3 separate regions of the Zea mays genome follow, and regions 1 and 2 are each linked to region 3. A link is a contact called in public Hi-C data. All regions are on one chromosome and are shown on one strand. The core of a region is the stretch at or near the end of the contact, and the rest is flanking DNA. Distances in the headings are between cores, read along the strand shown.

Evidence for each region. Hi-C and Micro-C count contacts between places; a contact is called where the count stands out from the background.
Region 1: a Hi-C map of ear shows a contact between it and region 3, with 4 times the contacts expected there. The contact joins the promoter of LOC100282007 here to the promoter of LOC100277939 in region 3. A contact is called at or near these places in 3 of 25 Hi-C or Micro-C datasets (ear, endosperm and tassel).
Region 2: a contact with region 3 is called in a Hi-C map of tassel, with 4 times the contacts expected there. The contact joins the promoter of LOC100282026 here to the promoter of LOC100277939 in region 3. A contact is called at or near these places in 2 of 25 Hi-C or Micro-C datasets (ear and tassel).

The regions. Positions count from the first base shown.
Region 1 is chr3:31,543,099-31,547,500 of Zm-B73-REFERENCE-NAM-5.0, reverse strand. It overlaps LOC100282007, which reads right to left and starts at 2,416. Exons shown (of 4, transcript NM_001368111.1): 1 at 2,168-2,416; 2 at 1,748-1,990. The coding sequence starts at 1,928.
Region 2 is chr3:31,474,785-31,479,161 of Zm-B73-REFERENCE-NAM-5.0, reverse strand. LOC100282026 (ribokinase) reads right to left here and starts at 1,375. Exons shown (of 8, transcript NM_001154939.2): 1 at 968-1,375. The coding sequence starts at 1,153.
Region 3 is chr3:31,045,520-31,049,986 of Zm-B73-REFERENCE-NAM-5.0, reverse strand. It overlaps LOC100277939, which reads right to left and starts at 3,132. Exons shown (of 1, transcript NM_001151379.2): 1 at 1,929-3,132. The coding sequence starts at 3,077. The coding sequence ends at 2,127.

The sequences.
Region 1 (4,402 bases), core at 1,167-3,666, 500 kb before region 3:
AGGACACGTCCAAGGGTATTGCATGCCCCTAAACCTTACATATTCGATACTCGATAGCCGTCGCTATGTTAGTGTTCAGATGTTATCTTAGGTTCAATCTGTTAAGAACAATACAAGCAATCATCAGTTTGTTGAACCCCACCTTCATAATCGATTCAGTTGACTAGAACTTCCATGTTCTTCCTTGTGTTCTCGATTGCGCTTACAGGAAATAAGCCTTCTTAGCGAGGACATCCTTGTGGCACGGGTGATAACCAATGGAGCAGTGGTGTAGTGATTGCAAGAAGCCGTACGTTTAGAGCCTTAAATCATCATCTCTCCACCTCAATCGACTTACCTTTTGGAAAATCAAGCCTAATCCTTCTACCATTTCTGTTCTCCGTGGCGGCATCTTCCAGCAAGCTGCACCCATCCCTTCTCCTGCTCCGGTTGGCTATAATCAATCATCGGCCATCACCTCAAACCGGCAATCCCCAAGCTCATAGCCAGCGATCCCTAGCCCCTAAGGTGAACAATGGTCCCAGGAAAGCAGGCGGCAAGCGCTCAGCTGGCCACCATTCAAAGGGAATAGCATCTCTAGGCAGCATCCAGCAGGCACCCAGCTGGCCAGGCGATCACCGCTCTAATCCCCCATCTGTTGGTATGCTAGCTGCAACAGTGAGCCAATGAGGCAAAGAATGTTCTATGGTCTAGTACTACAGTATAAGTTCATCCCATTTTGATTGCTATTTCCTATTTTTCATACCCATAATAATTGATTCTAAATTGCTACACCGAGTGGCATTTGTTTACATTCATTAAAGATAAAAAGATTAAAGCGCTTTCTGGCTACAAGAAACAATATGTTATGATAAATTTGTCATGTACACAATGAGTGGTATGTATTGTAGTACTTCATTTCAATTTACAATGTAATCTTGTTTATATGAAGTATACAACAATTTGAAAATTTTAATATACAATTTTAGATGGTAGGGGAAAGCTATGTGATATTGTGCATACATGTATGACTTTTGGTTATCGGATCTCTTATTTCGTATTCTTCTACGAACAAAGTTATTATATATACTTATACTCCATTCTCTTTTATAAGGCGCACATGCATATCAAGATTCAAACCTCACAATCTTTGACTAACAATTTTGAACTATTATAGCACAAAGTTGATATGGTTAATTTGTAATTATCATAAGCCTATAAGCATAATAATATAAAATAAAATAAATAGATTGTCAAAGGGTAATCTATAAGGCCGTGTCAGCCTGTCAGGTAAGCTATGCCTTATAAAAGAGAATGGAGGGATTATATGCCATCATGAGCATTTTTAATTGATACTATTATTTCTAATATTCCATTCATCATTACATTTAACTTATCCCCCACCCGCGATCCATTTCTGGATCTGCCACTGGGTATTATGACTAGTCTGGTAATTAATCTGCCATACCAATTACCAATATAACTGAAAAGTGACGAAATATAATATAAATGGTAAGAACACTAACCATGGTATATGGCTGAACATCACGATACAACAGAAGTAACATTTTGCAATAAAGGATCTTATACAAAATTCTACATATTGGATGACCGGGATAGTATTAAGCAAGACGTGTTATATAAGCTTATCACTTTATTCATTTCCCCCCGCCCTTTATGAAATCGGATGTTGTTAATGTGAATTTGTGAAACGATGAAAAACAGGTGCAGAAAGTTGATCTGTGCGACAAGGTAGCAGTAAGTATACCGGCATAGTTGAGGGTGTAGGAGAGGCCGTTGCAACCTCGCGCTTTGACACCCAGCCGCAGGTATGGCCGTTGCCTTAGGCTGAGGAGCTGCCGGATCCTGGACACCGCGGCGTTCGTCAGCGTGAGGGCCTGCCTGCGAATGGCCCTGTCGGCCGCAGCCCTCAGCACGGAGGACGACATGGCTACCTGGCGGTGGCTTCGGCAGCAACCTCTTCTCCACGAAGAAGCCGCGCCGCAGGGTCCTGAAGGAATCGCGTAAGAATAAGATTTTCTCGATGGATTGTTTGCAAAAGAAAAAGAAAAGAAAGGAGTGTTGATTGGTAACTCCTATTCACCATTCGATTGAAATCCCCAAGTGGAAGTGATGGTGAGAAACCGATGAGTCGCTACTCAAAAAGGGAACCGATGAGTCTCCTCACCTGCAGATTCCGAGATTCGGATCGATGGATGGGATACGGGGACGCCCGCCCGCAGGATTGGATCTCCTTCTCCTTGGGAGGCTGCTAATTGGACTGGGTAGAACGGGTTAGCATATTATTGGAGCGTTCCTCGCCATCGCCGCCGTGCCGTGCTGCTCCTCTTTTCCGAGACGCTGGGAGCCCGGATTGGAGGCGTCTGGAAGACGAGAGGTGGAGAGGGATGGCGTGACGACGAGGTTTGCTTCTTTTGTTTTTGATTTTTGATTGACGATGGTTTCCTCGACTCCAGAGTCCAGACTCCACCGCTTGCACAATGATGACCCGCCCGGAAACGGCCGTGCTTTTCTTTCGGCCCACTATTGGCCTAGAATCAGGCCCAGCTCGATCACGAGAAATTTGTGATTTTGCCACTCCCAATTTTGATGTATGTTATTATGTCATCCTGTGTCTATTACTGGTGGGATTATGTGTCTATGATTTGTGGGTCTGATGGCATACTGACGAAGCCCACAAATCATAATGGCAAAATTGCCAATGTCTCCTCGATCACTGAAATTTGGTGTGTTGTCTTTTTTTTATTCCGTTGAGACATATTTTTAATATTACTAGTCGGTTGCCTGTGCGTTGCGACGGCTCACAATAATACCCACATAAACTATCACAAAAAGATCTCAAGGTTTTTTATTGATTGTCTTCGCTTTTCGCATAATATTTTTTATGGACGCACGGTTACCATATGCAGCAAATCAGAGACCTCATCCCTCGCCTTCCCCACTTCCAATGTTTCGTAGAGCAGGAGGGGAAGGAAAGAGGCGGACATACCTGTTCGTTCCCGGAGAAGAACACGACGAAGAACTGGGTATCTGGAGGCGACATAGGTGGTACCGCTAGACATATATAAGGATAGAGCACGCAAGCGGGGAAAAAGTCCAGTCGGACCAGCTCCAAACCGAGAGGCACCCGCACTAGACGTCAGTCCGAGAAGGACGAGAGAATGCGAGTGTCTTGCCAACCCTGGACACGCCGAAGCGACACAACACCACCAACAACTCCATAGCATATGCCGACTGCTGCCACGATACGGACCTTGGTTGTCTAATATCTTATACCTGGACTCCTCATCGCCAAGATAACCTAAGTGTGGCAGGCGCCACCATGTCCTCCTTGTAAGTGCAATCAACCCTAATTGAGGGTTTTGGTGATTAATGACAAAACAAACTAAGATTCTAACAAGTTTGCTCCTAGTATGTACACAGTATTTCTACAGACAGGAGAAGCACAGATCTTACGAGCATAAAAGTATAAAGCACAGCGGATTTAAAATTCCACATCAAATGGCGTGCTCCAAGTGCTAAGAAACAACGGCGGTGCTAAATTTATAATTCTTGAGTCATATGAATCGTCGTACAATTAAGAGGGATCCGCGACGGTTAAGTAAGTTGTGAAACGAGCCAAGTTCAAAATCTTTTGAAAACTCCTTGGAGATCATTTTCCCAGATCATGAATGCCCTTGAGAAAAACAAATTTTACTTCCCACAAAGTCTCCCCATTTGTTCTCTTCAAAATACCCAAAGTTTGGTTTCAGCCCCCAAAACCGGTTCAACTGGTCCTGAAACCGGTTCAACCGGTTTCAGTACTGTTCACCTGCCACATCTGCTCTGACCTGTCTGACAGTCAGAGCTGTCAGAAAAAGTCGCAGCAGATATTTTTCAGAAACCGGTTGAGCCGAAATTTTTCCCTACTCAGCCGGTTTTGAAACCGGTCGAGTCTCCGACTGAGTAGCTCAGTGGACCGGGATCCCCCTGGTAGAAACCGGTTCGACCGGTCTGAAAACCGGTTCAACCAGTTTTTGCTCCTTTTCTCCCAACGGCTGCCAGCTTTTGGGGGATCCTTTATATACCCCCTCACACTCTCTCTCTCATTTACTCATGTCTCTCCCACGAATTCTTGGCTGACCAACCTTCAAACAAGCGCATTCATTTCACCTTTCACACCCGCAACCGCATCTCCTTCAATCATTTGAAGGACCCTTGGTGTGAGGTGAACTCGATCGAACTCGCTGTCAATTTCATCTCGATTCTCCCATTCTCTTGTTCTTGAGCTCGTTGCAAACTTAACCGTGTGCGGATTTGTTACTCTTGGAACCTCGAGTTCCTTGACGGTTAGAGGTTGCTTGGGAGTCTCCAAATTTGTGGACGACCCCCAAGAAGTTTGTATCACCCGCTCCTTGAGCTG
Region 2 (4,377 bases), core at 126-2,625, 430 kb before region 3:
CTGGGGCCTAAACAGTTAGGTGTCAACGGACCAATCAATTTGAGAAACATTAGTCCATGCTTGTTGCTTGACCTGTTGACCATTCCTGAAGTGTGCAGTGTAGACCATGCCAACCATCAGGCAGGCCCCTTTTCAGTGAAAGCAATAACAGGTTTAATCAATAATAGCTACAGTTAACTAAAGCACAGACCAGGTCAAATTTAGGAAATATCTGCCTGTAAACTCCGAAAGTACTTGCTTTTTTAATCATTCTGCTCAAGTACAGAAAGAGTGGAACCATGTGGAACAAAAGAACAAGCAATTTATTGGCAATTCAAAAGAGACAAAACATGATTCAGCAACCCATTCATTATTCAAAAGCATTTTTTTCTAAGGAACCAAACAAAACTAGCTGCAAATCATTTCAAGCACAGAGATATAGGGATAATGAATGAAATTCTAATTCAGATTAGACAGGTTTCTTTTGCGGCAGGGAATTAGTGTTTTTTCAGAAAAATATACAGTAATTCCATCACAAAATTGAATGCATTAGGTGTTGAAGAACAAGCGATCCAAACGTCACATACTCACATGGCCAGCCGACAACATGGTGGGGCCGCAATTAAAGCTAGAACTCGGCACTAATGCAAGAACCTACCTCAAAGGCTCGAACAACCATATGATGGCAAACGACCCATCCTGAAACCCAAAAGGGGAAAAAAGGAAGGGAAGGGTGTAGAATTCCGAGGACGTGTTGGCCCTTGGATAGATATAGGGAATCTCCGAAGAAACATTAAGAAGGAGGAGAGCATCTGGCAATCATGCGGCGTAAGTGTTACTGGCTCTACGAGACCAGACATTGCAAAGTCGGATTGCGATTTCAATTTGTGAATAAATGGACAGCTGCACATTGGAGAAGTTGAAGCGAAGCGAATTATAACTATACGGCCGTGTTGCGCGTGGGAGGGAGGGAAGGAGAAGGAAGTACCTGCTGCGAGCCGCCGCGGTCGCCAGGGACGCGGTCGAGGAGGGACCAGTCGACGCGCGCGACGTGGTCGATCAGCGCCGAGAGCTGCAGCCCCACCACCGCGGGCGGCGCCGCGGCCTCCCTGCCGGGTCGGAGGGACGAGGGAGGCTGCTGCTGCGGATGCCCATGCGCTGCCTCCGCGCCCATATGGTCTCCCTCCGTTGGCCCACTCCTCGAGCGGAGGAGGAAAAAGGTCGCCGGCGGTGTGGAGCGAGGGCTCTGTCCGGAGCAGATGGGATTGCAAGTCTCCAAGGGGAGGGCCGTCTTCGCTCCCGTTTTATAGGAGGTGGGGGACAAGGCGGACCGCGGACACACAAGCTTCGTGGGCACTCTTCATCATTACCCTTGCATGGGTCTCGATGCGTCGTTACGTGGATAAATCTGGCATTAAGATTCTAATTAACCATTTTTTGCTTGTTTAATTACCTAGGTGACCCAAGCGGTAAAGCCACACCACTGTATTATGGAGCCATAACAAAACATTTATTATAAATAAACCCCTTCTCAATCACCTCTGCCGCCCCGCATGAGCAAAATTGTGAGCACGAAGGTTTAAACCATGTTTGGAAGACAACCATGCCGCGAGTGCGGCAAACAAAACGTTCACTTGACTTTTAAGGCTCTGTTTGGTTTTTACGGATTGGAGATCCGGAATAATTTCTAGCCGAATTATTTCTCTAATTTATATAAATTTTGATAAGCTAAAATGAATTCAGGTTTATTCCTATGTAAACGAACGGGCTGTTAGTGAGCCAGCGCCTGGGAATGAACGGCGACACATGCGTAGAGGCGTGACGAACCTTTGGCGAGTTGCGGACTTGCGGCACGAAGAGTCATGGGATGTTTGGTTTGAATTACGGGGTATTTGATTTGAATAATGAGTTAATCTATTATCATCTCATTTCTCGTAGTCAGTTAGGGCCTGTTTGTTTCAGCTTATAGATTATACAATCTGGAATATAATCTAAATTATATAATCCAGATTATAATCTAGATATATTATAATCTATATGTAGTTGTTTGGTAGTTTAGATTATACAAATGTAGATTATTCACAAAGACAATAATACCCTTGTTTGTTTATTTAAGGTGAGAAAAAAAGATGGCATATATTGTAATTTCTATTTACATAACCATGGGTAGTGGTTCTTTTGCCAAAATAATCTCAAATAAGCTACCCTTGAGGAGATTATGAGATTATCATAATCTGGCCTTTAGATTATATAATCTGAACTCATAATCTAGTTGTTTGTTTACCTAATGGATTATTTGCGCTAGATTATATAATCTGGAGAGATTATAATCTGAAACAAACAGGGCTTAGGGCCTGTTTGTTTCAACTTATAAATTATATAATCTGGATTATAATCTAAATTATATAATCCAGATTATAATCTAGATATATTATAATCTATATGTAGTTGTTTGGTAGTTTAGATTATACCAATGTAGATTATTCACAAAGACAACAATACCCTTATTATTTATTTGAGGTGGGAAAAAAGGATGGCATATATTGTAATTTCTATTTACATAACTATGGACAGTGGGTCTTTTACCAAAATAATCTCAAATAAGCTAGTCTTGAGAAGATTATGAGATTATCATAATTTGGGGTTTAGATTATATAATCTGACCCATAATCTAGGTGTTTGTTTAACTATTTGATTATTTGAGATGGATTATATAATCTAGAGAGATTATAATCTGAAACAAACAGGGCCTTAGTACTAATATTTGAAATGGAGTCATTTCACTAAATTTGATGAATGAATCCATGATACATCACCTCAATTTAAATGGGATGATTGCTCAAATCAAAGTTATGGGCTTTTGATTGCGTCTTGATCGAAGAGAATTGAGGAATTAAATATTTTTCTATTTAATTTTGACTATGAAAAAACTTAATTACTTCTGATTCCTTCGATCGATCTAGACGTAATTATACAAACCCTTACGGAGAAAGACGACTCACCTTACCTTTGCTTAGATGGTTCTTGTCTCCTTGCAAACATATCTATTAAATATATTGAACATAACTCCAACTCCAACAACAACAATAATAATAATAAATAAATAATACTTTATTCGTTACAATTTATAATTCGTTTGACTTTTTTTTACCAAATTTGATCGGCTTACCTTATTTAAATTTTTTGCAAAAAAATCAAAGCCATATTTAAAGTACATTATATGCTAAACGATATTATAGTAAAAACTAATAACAATTATGATTTTTTAGTAAGACGAGACATTAAAACATGAGGTAAAAAAGTCAAACGAATTATAAATTGGAACGAATGGAGTATAAAACACCAAAGTCTTGAATTAAGGATACTCATCTTGAGAGCACCTAGAGGGGGGTGAATAGGTGATCCTGTAACACTTGAAACTTAAGCCACAAAAACTTGGTTAAGTGTTAGCACAATAATTGCTAGTGGCTAGAGAGGAGTCTTCAACAAAACACAATAACCACAAGATATCAATCACAGAGATGGCACGATAGTTATCCCGTGGTTCGGCCAAGACCAACACTTGCCTACTCCACGTTGTGGCGTCCCAACGGACGAGGGTTGCAATCAACCCCTCTCAAACGGTCCAAAGACCCACTTGAATACCACGGTGTTTTGCTTGCTTTTCTTAATCCCGTTTGCGAGGAATCTCCACAACTTGGAGCCTCTCGCCCTTACACTTGAAGTTCACAAAGAAGCACGGAGTAAGGGAGGGATTAGCAACTCACACAAGACACTAAGATCACAGCAAATACACACACACAAGACCCAGACTTAAGCTCAAAAGACTAGCACACTAGAACGGAGCTCAAATCACTAGAATGTCGAACAAGTGCGCAAGAATGGAGTGTGAGTGATCAAGAGTGCTCAAGGAATGCTTGGTGTGCTCCTCCATGCGCCTAGGGGTCCCTTTTATAGCCCCAAGGCAGCTAGGAGCCGTTGAGAGCAATCTTGGAAGGCAGATCATGCCTTCTATCGACTGGCGCACCGGACAGTCCAGTGCACCACCGGACACTGTCCGGTGCAGATATCCTTCCTTATTTGGCGAAGCCGACCGTTGGAGTCTGAGAGCCGTTGGCGCACCGGACACTGTCCGATGCACACCGAACAGTCCGGTGCACCAATGTGACCGTTGGCTCGGCCACGCGTCACGCGCGGAATCCTCGACCGACCGTTGCCCCGGCTGACCGTTGGCTCACCGGACAGTCCGGTGCACGACCGGACAGACCGGTGAATTTTAGTCGTACGCCATTAATCATCTCCCGAGAGCGACGAGTTCGCCTTGTAGGAAACGGGTGACGCCTAAGAGGGGGGGTGAATTAGGACTTCTAAAACTTTTACTGAACTAGGCCACAATTA
Region 3 (4,467 bases), core at 1,883-4,382:
TGTAGATAGAACATTTGAGTCCTCAAGGACATCTTCCATATTCTCACTAGCCCATGTCGTTCCTTTTTTTCACCAAGTACTTGGTGTTGCTACTGGTGATACACGAGGACATATGAGCCATCTTTCTCCACTGTGATGTGCATCTAGTGATAACAATCTATGATCATCTATTTATATGCTATATGGGTTAAATGTGGTAGATATATCGGTGCAAAATGTACACATTTTCGCGCACCAACTCCAAATACGACTAGTCCACAGTTGCAAGCTGCATGGCGAGACTATTTGGGTTAGGAGAGGTAATAATGTTATGTATCTCTTGCTCCAAAAGAAACCTCCTGAAAGAAATGATTAATAAGATTCAACCACCCTCCACCTAACATTTAGTTCTTCCATCTTCATTCCAAATACCACACAATGACACAATAGAATGAGACATTAGCATAGAAGGAATCTATTGAAAAAACCAGCCACTCGCTCTTCTTCACTGTTTTTCATCTGCAAAGATACTTTTGTACCCTGAGCAACCTCAGTGATCACTATAACTCAAAACAAAAGTAACAGTATAAATTATACCATGTGTCAAATAAATAAAGGAAAACTGTGCAAATAGAAAACTCGTAAGTGTCTTTGCAAGGGATCGGTTATGTCAAAGCCAATCTCTGGTAGTCTGTCCGCTGCAATTTCCTATCAGAACAATTACAGCCTATGCATTTCTGCTCAATCAAGTTGGTCATATATATGTTTGTTCAAAAAAAAAACAAAAACAGCGCACAGGCACTACTGCACTAGGAAGAGCAAGCATCACCACCTTGCATAGTGGCATAGTGCTAGGCACACTTCTCTCAGTTTTGTCTATTGATATCTCTATTTTTTACGTATGTTTTTCTACCTTTCGTGCATTAATAAGCCAAATGTACGAAGGCCTAGGCACTAGGCGGCACCCGGTTACCCACTCAGCGCTTCTTAAATGCTCCTGCATATAGTTGGACACAGATTAGATCAATAGCAATGCAAACATGTAGATACTATCAAATTTCGAATTGACAGATGAAGCCATGAAGGTTTCAGCAATCAGAAGCCAAAAGCACAATTCCACTAAACATTCAAACGTTCGTGAGTTACCATGGTTAAGAATGCAAGCAACAGTCTTGGTATAAATTATTTCAGTTAGACAGTTACAACAAACAAACGCCATTACCCGATAAGAAAATTCAAAGTTGAATGACAGGTGAGATTATTTTACAACATAATCTAAATACAATGTGTTCATACTGAAATATCATTTGAGATTGTCAGCATGTGATTGGTGCAAAGGAAAAACACACAAGACCACTCACATATTCTATATTCTGTGAATCATACACCATCATGGATAGCACAAATTTGCCAATCTTTGAAAGATAACACAACCGAAGTAACCATATATTAATGAATACTCCCTCCGTTCTTTTTTATTTGTCGCGGTTTAGTTCAAAAATAAACTAGCGGACAACAAATATTTGAGAACGAAGGTAATATATGCCAAGGCAGCAACGATGAGAGTTGTCTTTACGCTTCAACTAGAACTTTCAAGAATTTTATGCACAACATAAGGTGCCCAATGGACGACAGAGCAAATTTACAGCAAGTTAATGCTGCAAAACAATAGCTTCTGTTGTGAGCCTTTCAGTTCACATCGCTAGTCTAATTGGTACAAAGCATAATAGTTCCAACTTCCAAATATGAGATCAACAGTCAATTAAAACCCACAAAACTGCTTCAATGTTAACAGTCAATGAAAACATAAAGAACTGTTTCAGCGTGGGCGTGCTGCGTTATCAATAAAATGTTAAATTTCGTGTGTATAATTTGCTGTGCCCTGTTTTCTCTTAGGTACAATTGACAATTCTAATGACAGGATATAACATGAAATCCAGAGCATTTGAAGTAACAATTCAATATCATTGCTTGGGCCTCATGGCCATAACATATAAATTGGATGTTTTACAGAACAAAACTGTGGAGTCTGGCGTAGTAGCCAAAAGAACACAGCCATAGTAGTAATCAAATTCAAGCCCAAAATACAACATCAGGAACCTCACCAGTCACAAACTCCCATACATCTCCAATGAGTAAGGATTCTCCTAACTAATCCCCAGATGCTTCTTTTGCTTCTTATTTATATGTTCTACCTGCTCTGGAGCATTGTCATAATTGTCACCTCTATCCCTCTTCTTTTTCCTCTTCTTCTCTCGGTCTAGATCACCATCAGTGATTTTCTTCTCCTTCACAACCTCAGTGCATTCCTCTTGTTTATGCTTCTTTTTCTTCCTTTCCCTCTCAGTTATGGCAACTCTTTGTTCTGCTGCACTGTCATTGACAATTTTCTCTTCCACCTCATTCACATTCTCCTCCAGTTTCACATGATCCTTCTCTTTTTTCTTCTTGCTCTTCTTTTCACTCACCAGCTCTTCTTCCACCACAAAACTAGGCTCCTGCTTCACATCGACGATGATTTCCTTATTCGGACGACTCTTCTTCTTACTCTTCTCAGTGGCAATTTCTGGTGAAGGGAGAATGTGGGAGTTAGGCTCCTGCTTCACATCGACGATGATTTCCTTATTCGGATGATTCTTCTTCCTCTTCTCAGTGGCAATTTCTGGTGAAGGGGGGATGTGCGAGTTAGCACGGGCAACCGCTCTATCCTCCAGTGGATCCCCATTCTTCTTCTTATTGCCCTTCTTACCGGAGGCAACATCTAGCTTCGCCTCAGCGGCAGAATCGCGGTTGGAATCATCAGCGGCAATCGCCATGTCCCCTTTGCTCTCCTGATCTTCGTGATTTCTATTGCCCTTCACCGGATCATCATAGTAGTGGGCATCGGAGTTGGCGGCACCCTGCTTGTGGCTGCCGCCGAGTTCCTTGCGGAAGCGGCTGAGCTGTGTTGTGGCGTCGGCGGCGTTGCGGAGGTAGTTACAGCAGTCGGAGGAGGGTAGGTGGGAGGCGGCAGACTCGGTGAAGCGTTTGAGGAAGAGGGCGGCCTTGTGGAGGGGACAGGGCTGGGAGGAGACGACGCCGCCGGTGATAGCCCTCATCGCGCCGCCCCCGGCGAGACGAGTGTGGGGAGTTGGGGTTAGGGTTTTTTAGGACGAGGAGAATTCGGCAGGCCGCGCCTCCTTTCTGCTCGGCTGCTGCTGATCAGGATTTAGAAGACTCTGGACTGGACTTGGGCGTGCCGAACTGGCCCATGAGTCAGCCGCAGAGATCACACTTTACATTGAACTATACGTGTACATTCTCGGCCCGAGCCCAAAAAAACCCGGTTTGAATTTTGGTTCAACACAACTCGTGATTATTTTGGGTTATATCGTGGCCGGTCCATTGATTCAGATATCGGGCTATGTGATTGTTTAAATATGTCGAACTTATTTCGGACGACCTAAAATTCATTTTCTGTCTCAAAAAAATTACATTAAGCCCGAAATTCACACAAGTTTAATAAAAAAATACCAGATAAGATAAACAAATTTGACCAAAAGAAAACTTAATGTTTCTATTAAGTTACTAAAGTTGTGCAATGACTACCTCGTTAAAAAACCCTTTGTTAGAAAAGAAAAAGAGTATAACCAGCTCCAGATAGAGTTCGTAAGTTTAGTTCATTGTCTAATGTTCATAACAAAAGTAAAATTACGTCATATTCTCTAATTCAAAGCTGCAAAAAACATCTAACAAATATCATATTTAGCGTTGCCTTCTTTATCAAATACATGAAAGTGTGGAATAAAGTGTGGTTTTAATGAATATATTGGCATTTTCGTGCCTCTATATGATGGACCATTTCGTGTCTATCTGAAACGGGTTGTGCCTACCCGTGGGCTGGGCCGACCGACACTAAAATATTTTGCATGTGTCATGCCCAGGTCATACTTTTTCGTGCTTCGGTCCAAATGTACAGCTATACATTGAACCCAACAAATGTTAGGCTCCTCTGAAAATAGCTCCAATCTAAATCATTGGCTTCTCTAGAGGAGCCAGAGCCGTTTTGCAATTTATTTGGCAAAATAGATTCTTTTGTGTTTCTTTTGAATGGTGTATGAGAAAAATGTAGGAGCCAGTAGAAGCCAGGTTTTTGTGCTCTAGCTCCCAACAAGAAAATGACTCCATCTCTTGCAGGGCTCTCGACGAGAAGCCTTTTTTGTGATCGTTTGGCAGGGCTTCACAATGAGCCGAGGCCGAAGCCACCCAAAAAGCTATGCCAAAGAGGTCCTTAATATTTGCATTGGCCCAACATTTAGGTATGTAAAAAACCAATCTACCTCCCTAAACTACTTCTTAGCAGTGTTCTAAATAGCCGACTAATAGCAGCAATTTAGTTGGCTATAGCGTTTGGAGAGGTCCGGATCTAAGAGATACATTGTTTAGCGCTAATCGAAATTAGCCGCTAATATATTTATTTACATACTAAAAATATAACATTAGATGGAT